2 separate regions of the Zea mays genome follow, and region 2 is linked to region 1. The links are chromatin contacts, called in public Hi-C maps. All regions are on one chromosome and are shown on one strand. Each heading gives the region's core, a stretch centred on a gene start, on an enhancer-like site or on the middle of the called end of the contact. The rest is flanking DNA. Distances are from core to core; before and after follow the strand shown. Region 1 has its middle 300 kb from the start of LOC103638558. Region 2 holds the start of LOC100275953.

The links. A called contact is a pair of places that touch in the nucleus more often than the background predicts.
Region 2: a contact with region 1 is called in a Hi-C map of leaf, with 5 times the contacts expected there. The contact joins the promoter of LOC100275953 here to the enhancer-like site in region 1. A contact is called at or near these places in 6 of 25 Hi-C or Micro-C datasets (ear, leaf and tassel).

The regions. Positions count from the first base shown.
Region 1 is chr9:62,059,154-62,065,419 of Zm-B73-REFERENCE-NAM-5.0, reverse strand. No RefSeq gene overlaps it. Among protein-coding and RNA genes, the nearest start is that of LOC103638558, 300 kb to the right of the region's middle. Within about 2 kb of position 3,534, at least 4 of the 20 cell types and tissues checked have an H3K27ac peak or open chromatin away from gene starts, as enhancers often do. A contact at or near this core is called in leaf, where this site is marked.
Region 2 is chr9:62,450,279-62,456,537 of Zm-B73-REFERENCE-NAM-5.0, reverse strand. LOC100275953 reads left to right here and starts at 3,530. Exons shown (of 1, transcript NM_001149872.2): 1 at 3,530-4,159. The coding sequence starts at 3,608. The coding sequence ends at 3,892.

The DNA.
Region 1 (6,266 bases), core at 2,285-4,784:
GAACAAGTTCTATTAACAGTGGTTGATCTGTCTTAATCAAAAATTAAGAGAAATGGCTAACTGAAGTTGGGTGGGTCAGTCAAGAACTATAGATCCAAAAATACAGAAATATCTATATTCGATCTTTTCCTCCCTTGCCGTGTCCTATGTGAAAGGGTGAGATGGTTGAGATAAGAAGGTGCAGAAATATTTAGAATTACGCACATCACTGAAATATCACCAGTAGAAATATCTACTACAGTGCCATCCTATCCTTACCTCCTCCCTTTGCCAGGGATAAACTTCACCCTGCATGACTCTGCTCTATGAACCAGCGTGGATCTTCTTGGATGAGCCACGACTACACCCCATGCTCATAGTTATCCCTGCTGCAAATTCAAGAATCCAGCCCCCTTGATCTTTTCGCTGTCTATTTAAAGAGCAACCGGGGGCGAACGAAAGCAGGAGCAAACCAGTGATCCTTGCTTCGACCATCAACCATAGTGAGTAGCTTCAGTTAGCAGTATTGCTCTCCCTTCCCCAAACCATACCTTGGACGTGTCCAGTTCCACTGATTAAGCTACCGAGCGTGTCTGGTGACCACCTCGCCAACACATCAACCTCACGTGGCCAGGCGGTTACAGTATGGCTTCACCCTTAAGAATTTGTGTTCTAGCATCTCTATAGATTGGTGAAGCTCACCTAGAAGCCCGATTGATATTTGTGGTCCTAGTTTGGTCGGAACATGAGTTTGACGCCGCGTGAACTGCCGTGGTGTCGACCCACCCAAAACTCAGTTGGTCCGAGGACAATTCTTGTGAGCATCGCGTTGCCCATGCCTCGCTCGTGCTCCCCGTGCCCTTAATTTGATTCATCTGGTACCGAAATCAGTCGGGCAAGCACCGCGGAACTAGGATCCCGTCGTGGGCGCGGTCAAGTCGCTCTGTGAGTTTGTGAGCCAAATCCATGCTCATATCTGCTCGGATTAGGTTAAGATTTGATCTAGCTGCTATCTAATGACTGCTCGGGTTTTCCTCCACCGTAGGGTCGCGGGGAGAACTCGACCACGCCGCCGGACTGCGTCAGGGACTCAATTTTGAAAGAAAAGAAGCTTAGAAGGGGCTGGAAATAAAGTGTCAGTGACTGACGGAATTTGGTTGAAGACTTCATTTCTAATATTTGCTCTGGCGAGGACCTTTGTGAAAAACCTATTGTGCGGCCGCGGGCGCGCCCCAAATTCCGCATAGACCTAGGCTGGTTGGGCCAGTTTTGGCCCAACATTGTTAGTAGTTTTTCTTTTTCTTTTTCTAAGAAGCTTTAGAAATCCATAAGAAACTCTAGAAAAATGCTAAAAATATGAGGCTGATTTTATTGGACTCCTGAATTTCTATAGTATTTAAGAAAAATAGTCTTAGGATTTTTAGTCCAAACAAGGAATTATATAGTATTTAAAAGGACTTAAATCTATACCTCTAAAATTTTAGAAATTATTTAATTACCCGTAGATCTTAATATAGAGCATAACAGCGATAGATCACAACACTTAGACTTGCTACCCTTGGACACTCTAACTTGGAATAAGTATAGGAGTCAGTTAACTAACCTTCTTAATTACTTTGCTAGGTTAACTAGTACAATATTTGGACTCACTAACTTTGGACACGAAATAATCAGATTAAGGGTGATATCAAGTTAATTAACCTCTTAACCTAGCAAGGTTCTTCACAAGCGTCAAACAAAAAAAATAAACCGAACATATGAAATGAGGCATTACAACACACACTTCATTTTCAACTACAAAATACAAGAATATAGGTAAAGCTAACTCTAGGTTGCAAGTATTACGATAAATGGGTTACCAACTGGTTGAGCTACCTGATCATATCTACTTAAGTAGGGCATCGACACCATACAAACAAACAAAAATTCATTATATGTAATATTGGCAACATCTATCATCTTAACGCTAGAAACTCTAGATTTAACCTTCATATTATTAATTTGACCAAGCACACAACATACGTCTATTTGAAGATTATGTACGCAACTAAGAAATCTAGCCTAACCATTCATCGACCCAACTAACATAGATAATAATTTAGCCTACCAAGAACCAATTTACCTGGAATCGCCAGAACGGTGATGCCCCCGGTTCAGTTAAATATAAAACAAAGCCTTAGCACTTATTAATACATTACCGGAAGCTAAATAAAACGCCTCACCTAATCACGTTTATTTTCTAATCGCGAAGGTAACTACAACACTACACACACTAAGATATTTCATCAAACATAATATAACCACAACACGCCTGCGATACAAACATGATAATCATTGGCCGTAATTCTAATCAATCTATCAATCAAATTAACTAGCTAGGGTAGGGAAAGAGCTCACCATATCATCAACCACTTTAATATTTGTCAGAGCGACGACGATTTTTTGTTCGGGCTTTTCGTCAAGCACTTGGTGAACATCATGCTACTTCACCTAGCTTCACCTTGCCACACATGTGCAATGCATCGATGATCAGCCAGATCGAAGGAGGGATTGCGAGACTCTAGTGTTGACGGCACGGAAGAGGAGGTACGGGCGCTACGGCGAAGTGAACGGGGAACGTCCTCATCGCAGTTGCAAGAACAGCCAGACCAGGGGCAGTGCATGGTGTGCGATTAGAGGTGAGGACACATGGTCTACTGGGAGGGAACACCGGCACAAAGCACGAGGGATGGCGGGAGTCAATCGGTGAGATCCAAGTACTGCGCGATATGCATCAGGGATAAGCATGCGCGGCAGCGACCATGGTCGATAAGCCTAACGATACAAGGCCTAGCGACGAACGCGTTTCGACGTGCATACGTGAGCCGAACCTTGAAGACAGAGGTACGGTGAATCGGTGGCGCGGTTCGAGCTAGAAGACGCCGTGGTGGCTAGGATGTAGAGGCGAGCGTGCCAGAAACTGCAGCCTGGGCACAGCTGAAGTTGATGCCGGGCCGGGAGAGACTCACGGTGGGGTAGGCCGGCAAACTGGAGCAGCTCGTGCACAGGGACATGAAAAGCGAGCAGCGCGCCAGGCTGAGGACTCGAGGGCGCCGGCATGCTGAAGGACAAGGCACCAGACCAGTACGTTGCGACAGCCTCGGACGAGCGCTGGCGGCCGAGTACGTGATGACAGGAAAACACCGGCGGCCATGGAGGCGAGCTGCAGCTTGGGGTCGGGCTGGGCGAGCGCAGCAAGGAGCCAAGGCGAGGTCCCACCTAGCCGAGCTGGGGCTTCGGGACGCCATGGGAGGAACGCCGAGGGAGCTCGGCATGGGCGAGCTCGGACCTTCCTGGTGGCCGGTGAGCAGTGAGGGAGCGCTGGCGAGGAGGAAACCGAGAGGGAGAGGGCAGCGTCGGGGAAGGGGATGAGGGAGTCATCGGCAAACTCGAGGAGGAGCTCGGTCGCTGCTTGAGGAGGAGAAGGGAGCAGGGACGCAGGGGCGCGCGCGCTGGAGACCAGAGAGGCGTCGATGCTCCATGGAACCTGCGTACGGACGAACAGGGCTGGAGATGAGCACGACCACTGGGAGATAAATCACCAGCGACAGATAAGGCCCCTGCGCGCGTAGGAGATAAGGAGGACTAGAAAAAAAGCGCCTTATCAGGCGCTCTACCATTCGTGTGTACAAAATAATAGAACTACAATTGATGGTAAATATGGGCAGCATTATATATCTTTGTCATGAAAGTGTCATATAATATAAATGCTAAAAACACATAAGAAATGATGATATGGTATCTCGGCTCATAGAATTATTGTTTCTCCATAGTTTCGATGTGACTTCATTCATTGCTACCAAATGGTTTATCCGATAGCATAAAATGGTTTACATCAAGGTCACCATATCAAGTTTAGTACGCTAATACATAAACAAGTAGCATAAAGTCCGTCATAGCATGCCATCACACACATATAAAGAAACGGCCTAGGCACCTCATGTCTGCACTCATACAAATGGGTGACACTTCCAATCTAGAATGTTCAACAGTGCAATGGGCACTTTTGCAGACAGAAATACCTAAGAAAAAACCACTTAAATCCTAAGCAAAAGTTACCAGCAAATGAAAACATGAAATTATAAATGTTCACTTGGGTAGATGTTTGCTCATGTGGAAGCTTCATCTACGCAGGCATGGAAGCAGGCATGGAAGGAGGGTGTCTCAGCTATTTGATGCGAGTCCAGATCAAAAGTTGTTTCATCTGGCATTATGTGTTTGTTTCCAGCCCAAACTTTCTGTGGCCCATTAAACCCTTCTCAGACTGAACAAAAAACAACTTAGGCCCCCCTATCAAATCGCTCCAAGGTATATTAGTGCAAGAGGGAATAAACAAAGAAAATTCTCCAAACGGTTTTCAGATGCTTATATTAACTTGAATGCCCAACGGTGCAATGTCCATGATTTCAAGTTCCTGGACGACAGCTCCACTTACGATTGGTTTCAGCCTAATAGCCTTGGACTTCCTGGAATGGAACAAGTCAGTTTTGGGTCTATACAAAAGGGATCATGCAATAGTTACCTATTCTCTAATGTTTTTTGAACCATATTGTGAATTGATGAGGAAAAAAATAAAAAACATGCAACCAAATTTGTTATGATCAAGAATTTCTTCATTTAAACATAGCAGTGCAATTGTATATTGGGTATATATATGTTCCAATTTACCCTTACTGAACGATATAGAGATTGCCACATTGCGACTGGTGAAGAAAAAAGAAAAATAAATGCAACTGCATTTGCTATGATCCAGCATTCAGATGTACTTTCGGTAAATGAAATGCAACTATATTGGGGTATATATCTGCTCTAGTTTACCAAACAAATAACACATCCTAATTGAAAAATCCAGGGTCTGTTTTTCCCATATAATCCATTGCATATATTAAGATCAGTTTTTGGCACATTGCAAGTTAATGCCACTGGGCTGGGAAGATAGTTAAAAAAACAGTCACCTGAAATTTACTTGTAGAGAAACAAGCTCGAATAATTCCCAGCAAGAAGTGTTCCTTTGCAGTTAAAAATGTGATGCATTTCATAGTGCCTTCGACGTAAGGTTGGTCAGCCGGTGGAAAATGGACTTGTTGAGTACCTCTTTAGCAAGGATGGGAATGAACATCTACACTATGATAAGTTCTCTAATTTTTTTAAGTAGTTGCATGATGAGGTGATCTATTTCTTTTCATTTTTTGTCTGTTAATATATTGTCAATCTAGATAATGTCTCTATCAATATAATTATTGAGAGACATAGCGTAAGCCAAATAACCCGTTTATATCAGTCAACTATATTTTGTGATTATTTGTTTCTTTATTTCTTCAGGTTTCCAAACAGTCCGTTCATTTCATAAATGAAGATTTACAAAGATTTTCCTTGCATACTGTTGTCCCTCTTTTGGCTATCTTGTTTTTTGGATTTTGATTTTCTGCTGTAGAGCCTATCTAATAAGTACACACCCAATTTATGAAAGCAGAGATCACAGATAGTTATATAATCTCTAAAGATGCAGGAATTCAGTAGAGGTACCGAGGTTTAGCAGGAACGTTGATGCAGCCGCCACCGCAGAAGAGGAATAAATGTATGGAAATGCAAATAGTTGGCTTCTGCTGGTAGAGGAAGATGAAAGGGGATTGAAACGGACTGGACTGACCTCCCCGAGCCTGTCCTTGCATTTGCGCTCGTCACCGCAGAAGACCCACGAGTCACAGCGGCAGACCTCGTCCTTGGGGTTAGGGCACATGGCCTTGAAGCGGCGCAGCAGGCGGCGGCGGAGGGCAGGCGGTGGTCTGAGCCCCACTTGACCGTCGGGCCCTAGAGCTCGAGGCCCTCCATACCCCTGCAGCAGTCGGCCTCCGTCCGGACCGCCGGGGGCGATGTCCGCCCAGCAGAGGGGAAAGATAGGTAGGCGAGAGTTGCGGCGGCGGAGACAACAACGAAGATGACGAGGGAAAGGACGAGGCGACCGTGGCGTCTGGCATCGGATGGGCGGCGAGTGAGGGGAAAAGCGGGAAGAGCTGACATTGCTGCGCTTGCTTCAGGAGACAGGAGGGAATCACAATCGAAATACCGGCGCGCCGTCGCAGCCGCAGCCACCGCCTCGGCGTGTTGCGTCGTCCACTCCAAGCGTTCACGCTTTACCCGCCCAAGTGCCTGACACGGCCCGACCCTATGGGCTATCGCCCCATCCGCCGCCCAGGTCTGCCGCAATTCCACGTTCCACCAGACCGAAAAAACAGATCTCAAGTGTT
Region 2 (6,259 bases), core at 2,281-4,780, 390 kb before region 1:
TGTCCGGTGTGCACCGGACTGTCCGGTGCGCCCGACGACAGAAGGCAAGGATGGCCTGCCAGATTTGTTCTCAACGGCTCCTAGCTGCCTTGGGGCTATAAAAGGGACCCCTATGCGCATGGAGGAGTACACCAAGCATTCCTACAACATTCTTAAGCACCAAGACATCGATCTCGCGCATTCGGTTCATTGTGATAGCATATAGAGCTCTTGTGGAGTTGTGAACTCTTTGAGTTGTGTTGCGAGCTCTTGTTGCTGCTTGTGTGCGTGTTGCTCTGATCTTTTGAAGTCTTGTGTGCGTTGTTCATTCCCTTCCTTACTCCGTATTTCTTTGTGAATCTCAAGTGTAAGGGCGAGAGGCTCCAAGTTGTGGAGATTCCTCGCAAACGGGATATTGAGAAGAAAAGCATAACACTGTGGTATTCAAGTTGATCATTGGATCACTTGAGAGGAGTTGAGTGCAACTCTCGTCCGTTGGGACGCCACAACGTGGAGTAGGCAAGTTTTGTACTTGGCCGAACCACGGGATAAATCACCGTGTCCTCTCTGTGTTGATCTTCTTGTGATTATCATATTGTGCAAGATCTTCGCTCTAGCCACTTGGCGTTAACTGTGCTAACACTTAATCAAAGTTTTGTCGCTTAAGTTTTGAAGATTTACAGGATCACCTATTCACCCCCCCCCCCCCCCTCTAGGTGCTCTCAGGCCTCGGCTCTCAATAGGAAAACAACAAGTCAACAACGCAGCGCAAAGTCATGTCACCCATAGGACGCCAAGACAACTCCCCTAGGAACACGGTGGCCCCCGGCTCAAACAGCGTACCTCTCCTAGGTGTATAAATAGGGCAGTCGTAACTCCTCAAAGGGGCAAGGCGCACACATGGTAGTTTTCCTCCAGTCTTTCGGTATTGGCACTTGCCTCAATCAGTTCTAGGGACTTGGGGACTTCCCCTCTCCCGTCGTGCTTGTAATCCCTACTACAGGCACCTCGGTGCGAGTAATATAAGCTTCATCCCCCTCTGCTGGAAGTAGGGCTTTGCATTGTCCGAACCAGGATATATCGCTTGTGTCAACTCGCACACCATCTAGATTCTGGGTACGCAACATCATTTCACTAGTTGGTTAGGACCGTTAGTCCAACCACAGACAGAATATTTCAGCTAATATTAACCTTGTTGGTATTTATATTTATAAAAGCGCAAGTTGAAAACCTTAAATTAGATTTAATTGGAATGCTAATTTAATAATCGTTAGTCAAACAAACATTTAAATAATTAATTAAAATATGTAACAACATAGAATAATACTTCTACATGTAGACAACATTAATGCGAATCCAACACGACTTGAACGGAGCGAATCAGATTTAAAACGCAAAAGATATCACATTTTTAAAATTAGACTACTTTTCTACACACTGTTTTCAAACATTCCAGGGGCTATTTCGCAAAATTACCATCTACTTCCTCTCACCATGGCAAGGGGGATGGGGAGGGCTGATCACGCGGGGGAGGGGGGTCGTCGGCCACGGCCGCAGGGGGTGTCGTCGAGCCGGTCGGCCAGCTGCCGCTGCGCCACCGCGGGTGTGGGAACAGGGGGGAAGGGGGCGCTAGGGGGGAGAAGAGATGGGGCTGCGCACATAGGGAAAATGAAAAACCTTCATGGGACAACAATGGGAAAGCTTACCGGAGAAGATGACCCTCGTCGAAGTCAAGGAGAAATCCATCGATTGACGACGAACCAAAGGTCGGATCGATGAATCGAAAGCACCGAGACGAAACTCTCAATGAGACGAACGTCGCGATACTCTCGGATTTCACCAACTATGCACGGTTTGAAAGTAATTGCTCGCTGGAGTTGGAACCATCTCGAACTTCGGCGAGCAATTCTGGGAATTACGAATCGAAACTAGGGAAACGATTTTGAGATTTGGAAAGGGATCAACGAGAGGGTTCCGACCATATATATTGCTAGGGGTTTGAAGATATTTTATTTTTCATAATAATCCCATTTTTAAAATTAAAATAATTCCAAAAAAGGATGAAATCGTTTTTAATGTCCGAAAAATATCTCTGAGGCTCCAAAAATTCTAGAAAAAATTCTAGACATGATTTGGAACCCAATGAACTCAAAAAATATTTAGAACTTTTGAAAATGTTTTAAGTACCTCAAATAAATAGATTTTGGTTCTCGGAAAATAGAAAAATATTCAGAAAAATATGAAAATTTACCGGAAACTTCTACAAGGCATATTAACATGTTTCAAACACTTTTTACACTTAGAAACACTTTGCAACAGTATGAATGCAACAAACAAAGAACCACTAGGGCTCACTTTACTGTATAACAAAATAAATCTTCATTGTTTTAGTAAAGGAAAAAGAAAAATGAAGAAAGGAAAGAGTAACACCTGAATTTTGAGTATAGAGATAAAATATACCTAAAATTCAGGATGTTACACTTATTAGCCATCAGTTGGTCGTGTTCATCCTTACGTGTCGACCCAACCATTAATACCGTGTGGGTGGTCTTTGCTTTTCCGACAGAGTTTTAGATTCTAGAGTGTGCCTGTGGAGATATTTCTTCTTTTCGTTAACAGTCATAGTAGAAAAAAAAACTCATGCTGGAGTGAAGCTTGAAACGGCGCCAAATATCCGTGAAGGGTTGGCACTTCTAAATTTGCTACAATATAAATTATACGAGTATATAATTCTAGAACATCAGATGGAGACAGCAACTGATATGTTGTACGAAGGAAACGGGACTGATCGGTAAGTTGAACTGATTCTGGTAATAAGCTGCTCTGTTCAGACTTCAGACTGTGGTTCCCCTCTTGGGCATGTACGTACACTGTTACCCTTTTGTGAACGTACGGTACTATGACGTGAAAAGGATCGTTTTCGATGTGCCAATGTAAAAGCTTCTCCCTTGAAGATATGATGATGTGTATCCTTTTAAAATTGATTTGGATTGTAGAGATATGACCATTTCGGCTAGACAACAAAATCGAAATGAGGAGATACATAGCAACGAAACGGGTTTGCCGAAAGGAGGTTCGCCGTTTGGACGGACGCCCCTGGTTTGGCGTCGCCCACAGACCAGACCACAGCAGTAGCAGCGGCTTGCCCCCAGATACCTCGCGCTACCACAGCACGTCACATCCTTTGTGGAACAGAAACGCTTGCAACGCAAGCCATTATGGAATGCACGCCGAACTCATGCACCCGCAGCATCATCCTAGCTAACCACATCCCCAGAATACTCTGTTTGATTTTTTTTAATTCCTTTTCCTTTTTCACATGAATTTAGAGGCACCCACAGATTTTATTTCCTTTTTTTCATTTCCCTGAAGAATACTGGATCTGTAAACTTTCACTAACCCAGATAGTACGACCGTCCCTTCCGTGAGAAAATACCCAACCGTCGTACCAACATCCTCCTCTGTCGGCGATGAAAGCTAAAACCGCCGCCTCTCACACACTACACGAACACGACTCTCCTATAAAAAGCACCCGAGGCGAGGCGAGGCCAGACCAGGCCACTCAACAGCATCACTCAAAGCCAAGCAACAGCAGCAGCTTCCCTAGCAACACCTTGCCCCTGAGCTCATGGGATCCCTGGGCCCCACAGTGAGCTTGAGCATCATGGCCAGGCCAGGCGGCCAGCAGCCGGCGGAGATGGAGAGGAAGAAGGACAGCGGTGTCTTCTTCGGTGGGGGCTGCGGCTTCCGGATGCCGCTGCACTACCCGCGCTACAAGAAGGCGGACTACGAGAGCATGCCGGAGTGGCGCGTCGACTGCCTGCTCCGCGAGTACGGCCTTCCCGCCGACGGCGACGTCGACAGCAAGCGCCGCTTCGCCATGGGCGCCTTCCTCTGGCCCGACCAGTACTGATCCAACCAAACAAAGCTCAGCGCTAGCTAGCTGCGTGCCGGCCGTGATCTCGTCATATTTAGAGGATCAGCTGCATCAGTTATAGCGAGACCTAATTGATCATCTCCATCGATCGTATACATGTTACCATCGTTCTGCTTGTAGTTGTAGCGGCCGGACATGCTGCATTCTAGTATATAGCTGGATCGCGCGCTGTATAGTGTAGTATGTCTATGAAATAAAAGAAATGTTGTTTATTTTATCAGAGATGAGGTGTTCTGTTCTGCCATCTGTTGTGTTCTGTCCCTCTGTTACTTGTCACAAGTCACTACTGTTCCATCTCCAAAACGCTGATATGCATGCTTCACAAACGTATCGGGGTTCCGGAAAGAATTCAGGCGGATAACCTGGGCTAGTTAAAACCGGCCATGGTTTGCAGATCCTCTCGTCCGGCAGCACCCACAGACTCGCGCTCACGAAGATAGCCTGCAAACCCGCGCTGAAGTCTCTAGCAGCATAACAAGTGTTGTGAGTTGTGACGCAAATCCATGCAAGCACCTAGTGCATGCCCGCCTTATCTAGTCTAGTAACCGTAGCACCTCAAATCTATTCTCTAAAACTATTTGTTTTCAAACAAAGTCTTTAGAAAGTGAGACAAATATTCTCATGCATAAAAGTTTAACCCTTTTGCTAGTGTATTCATTCTTAGAGCATGACTTTTGTTTGTTAAGGTTTGGAAGGATTTGTTTTCATATTCTATTGTTATGAGGATCTCATTTTTCTTTTCTTAGAAATGACTCAATTATTAATTTTTAAGTTGATATTTTATTTATGTAAGTATTATTTCCAAAATTATTATAAATTTTTCTGAAATTTCAAACTACGTGTTTATCTCTACAAAGAAAATAAGAGAGAAAAGATAAGGATTTAGAAAAAGGAAAGAAAAAGAAAATTCCCCCTCCCTAGCTGGCCCGTGGCCGATTTCGGCCCAAGCAGCCCGTCAGATTGTGCCCGCTCTTTTTTTCCTTTTCCCCTTTCTCTGACAACCGAGCCCCACCCATCAGTCGCCCTGTGCTTCTTCCCCGGTTGCCCACGCTTACCTCGCTCGACACCGCACCGTGGCGCCCTCGCCACGGCCGCTCCCATCGATTCGTTGCTAATTGGGGCAGGCGGAGATCTGCCCTTCCCTTTCCTCTATGATCCGATGCTCTTCCCCTTCCCTTCCGACTTCCGAGGCGCATTTCTTTCCTCTTTCGAGCGCTATGGATGGAAGGTCGTCCGGAGCATCAATTTACCGGATGCGCAGTGATTTGGAGCTCGATCCTTCCCCCTTTCTCTTCTATAAATACCACTCGAGCCTTTGCTATCTATCGCACGCCCGCACACTCCCTCACGTGCTCCCCAGCCCTATGTCCACAGCCGCCATTGCAACTGCATCACCGCCTCTCGTGGTCAGGCGCCTCCGGTGCCTCTCCGACCACGCTGAGTCCGCCACCGAAGTCTTCGGAGCCCGCCATTGCCTACCCAAGCTCCCTATGCCTCGATTCCGCCTCGAGACGACGCCCCGACCTCATTGGAGTTCAGCAGACCGTCATTCCCGTGGCCCGAGTGCTCCCGTCATCCCCAACGACCAGTGAACGCAGCTCGAGGATCCCCATCACCCACGCATCCTTGTTCTTCACTTGGATTCGCCACTACGCCGCCATACCACGCCCCCGACCTTGTCGGAGTTCTCAACCGCCGTCGCCCACGCATCCGAGGTAGACGAAGCCCGCCTCTCTTTCCTGTCCGTGCGGCTCGCGGCTCACGAAGCCATGCGCAAGCCAAGCCGCGTGATCGAGTCCGTCGGATTTAGATTGCGTGATTAAGATTTAGCCGAGTCGGACAAGTTCTTTTCATCTTAGCCCTCGGATCCTGATCGGACGGTCCGAGATCGCCAATACCCCTTCACCCGAGCTGCCGAAGGTTTCTTTTAAAATAACCTCGGATTTTTCCGTTTTCGCGAATAGGTCCTTCCACCTGTTAAGATCCTCACCGAGAGGTCCCTGGTTTTTCTATAATGACTATTTTATCCTCAAAGAAGCCCTAGTTAGGTCCTTGCAGCTTTATTTCTTCATATAATGACTATTTTATCCTCAAAGAAATTGGTTCTTGTTTTATTTACTTTCTAAAGTATTGATTAATTACTCTAGGACAGTTTTATAGAAGTTTTATAACCTCCAAAACGTGAGTTAATTCTAAATTTTTTTTGCATGTGTGCTATTAGAAGACACTCTCGTGGTAGAAAATCAGGTTCAATTCGAAGAGGAATCTCAAGATTTCTGCGAGGAAGGCAAGTGGACATCTTCCCCTGTATTTATATTTTGATCCTAATCATCAGGATAACTA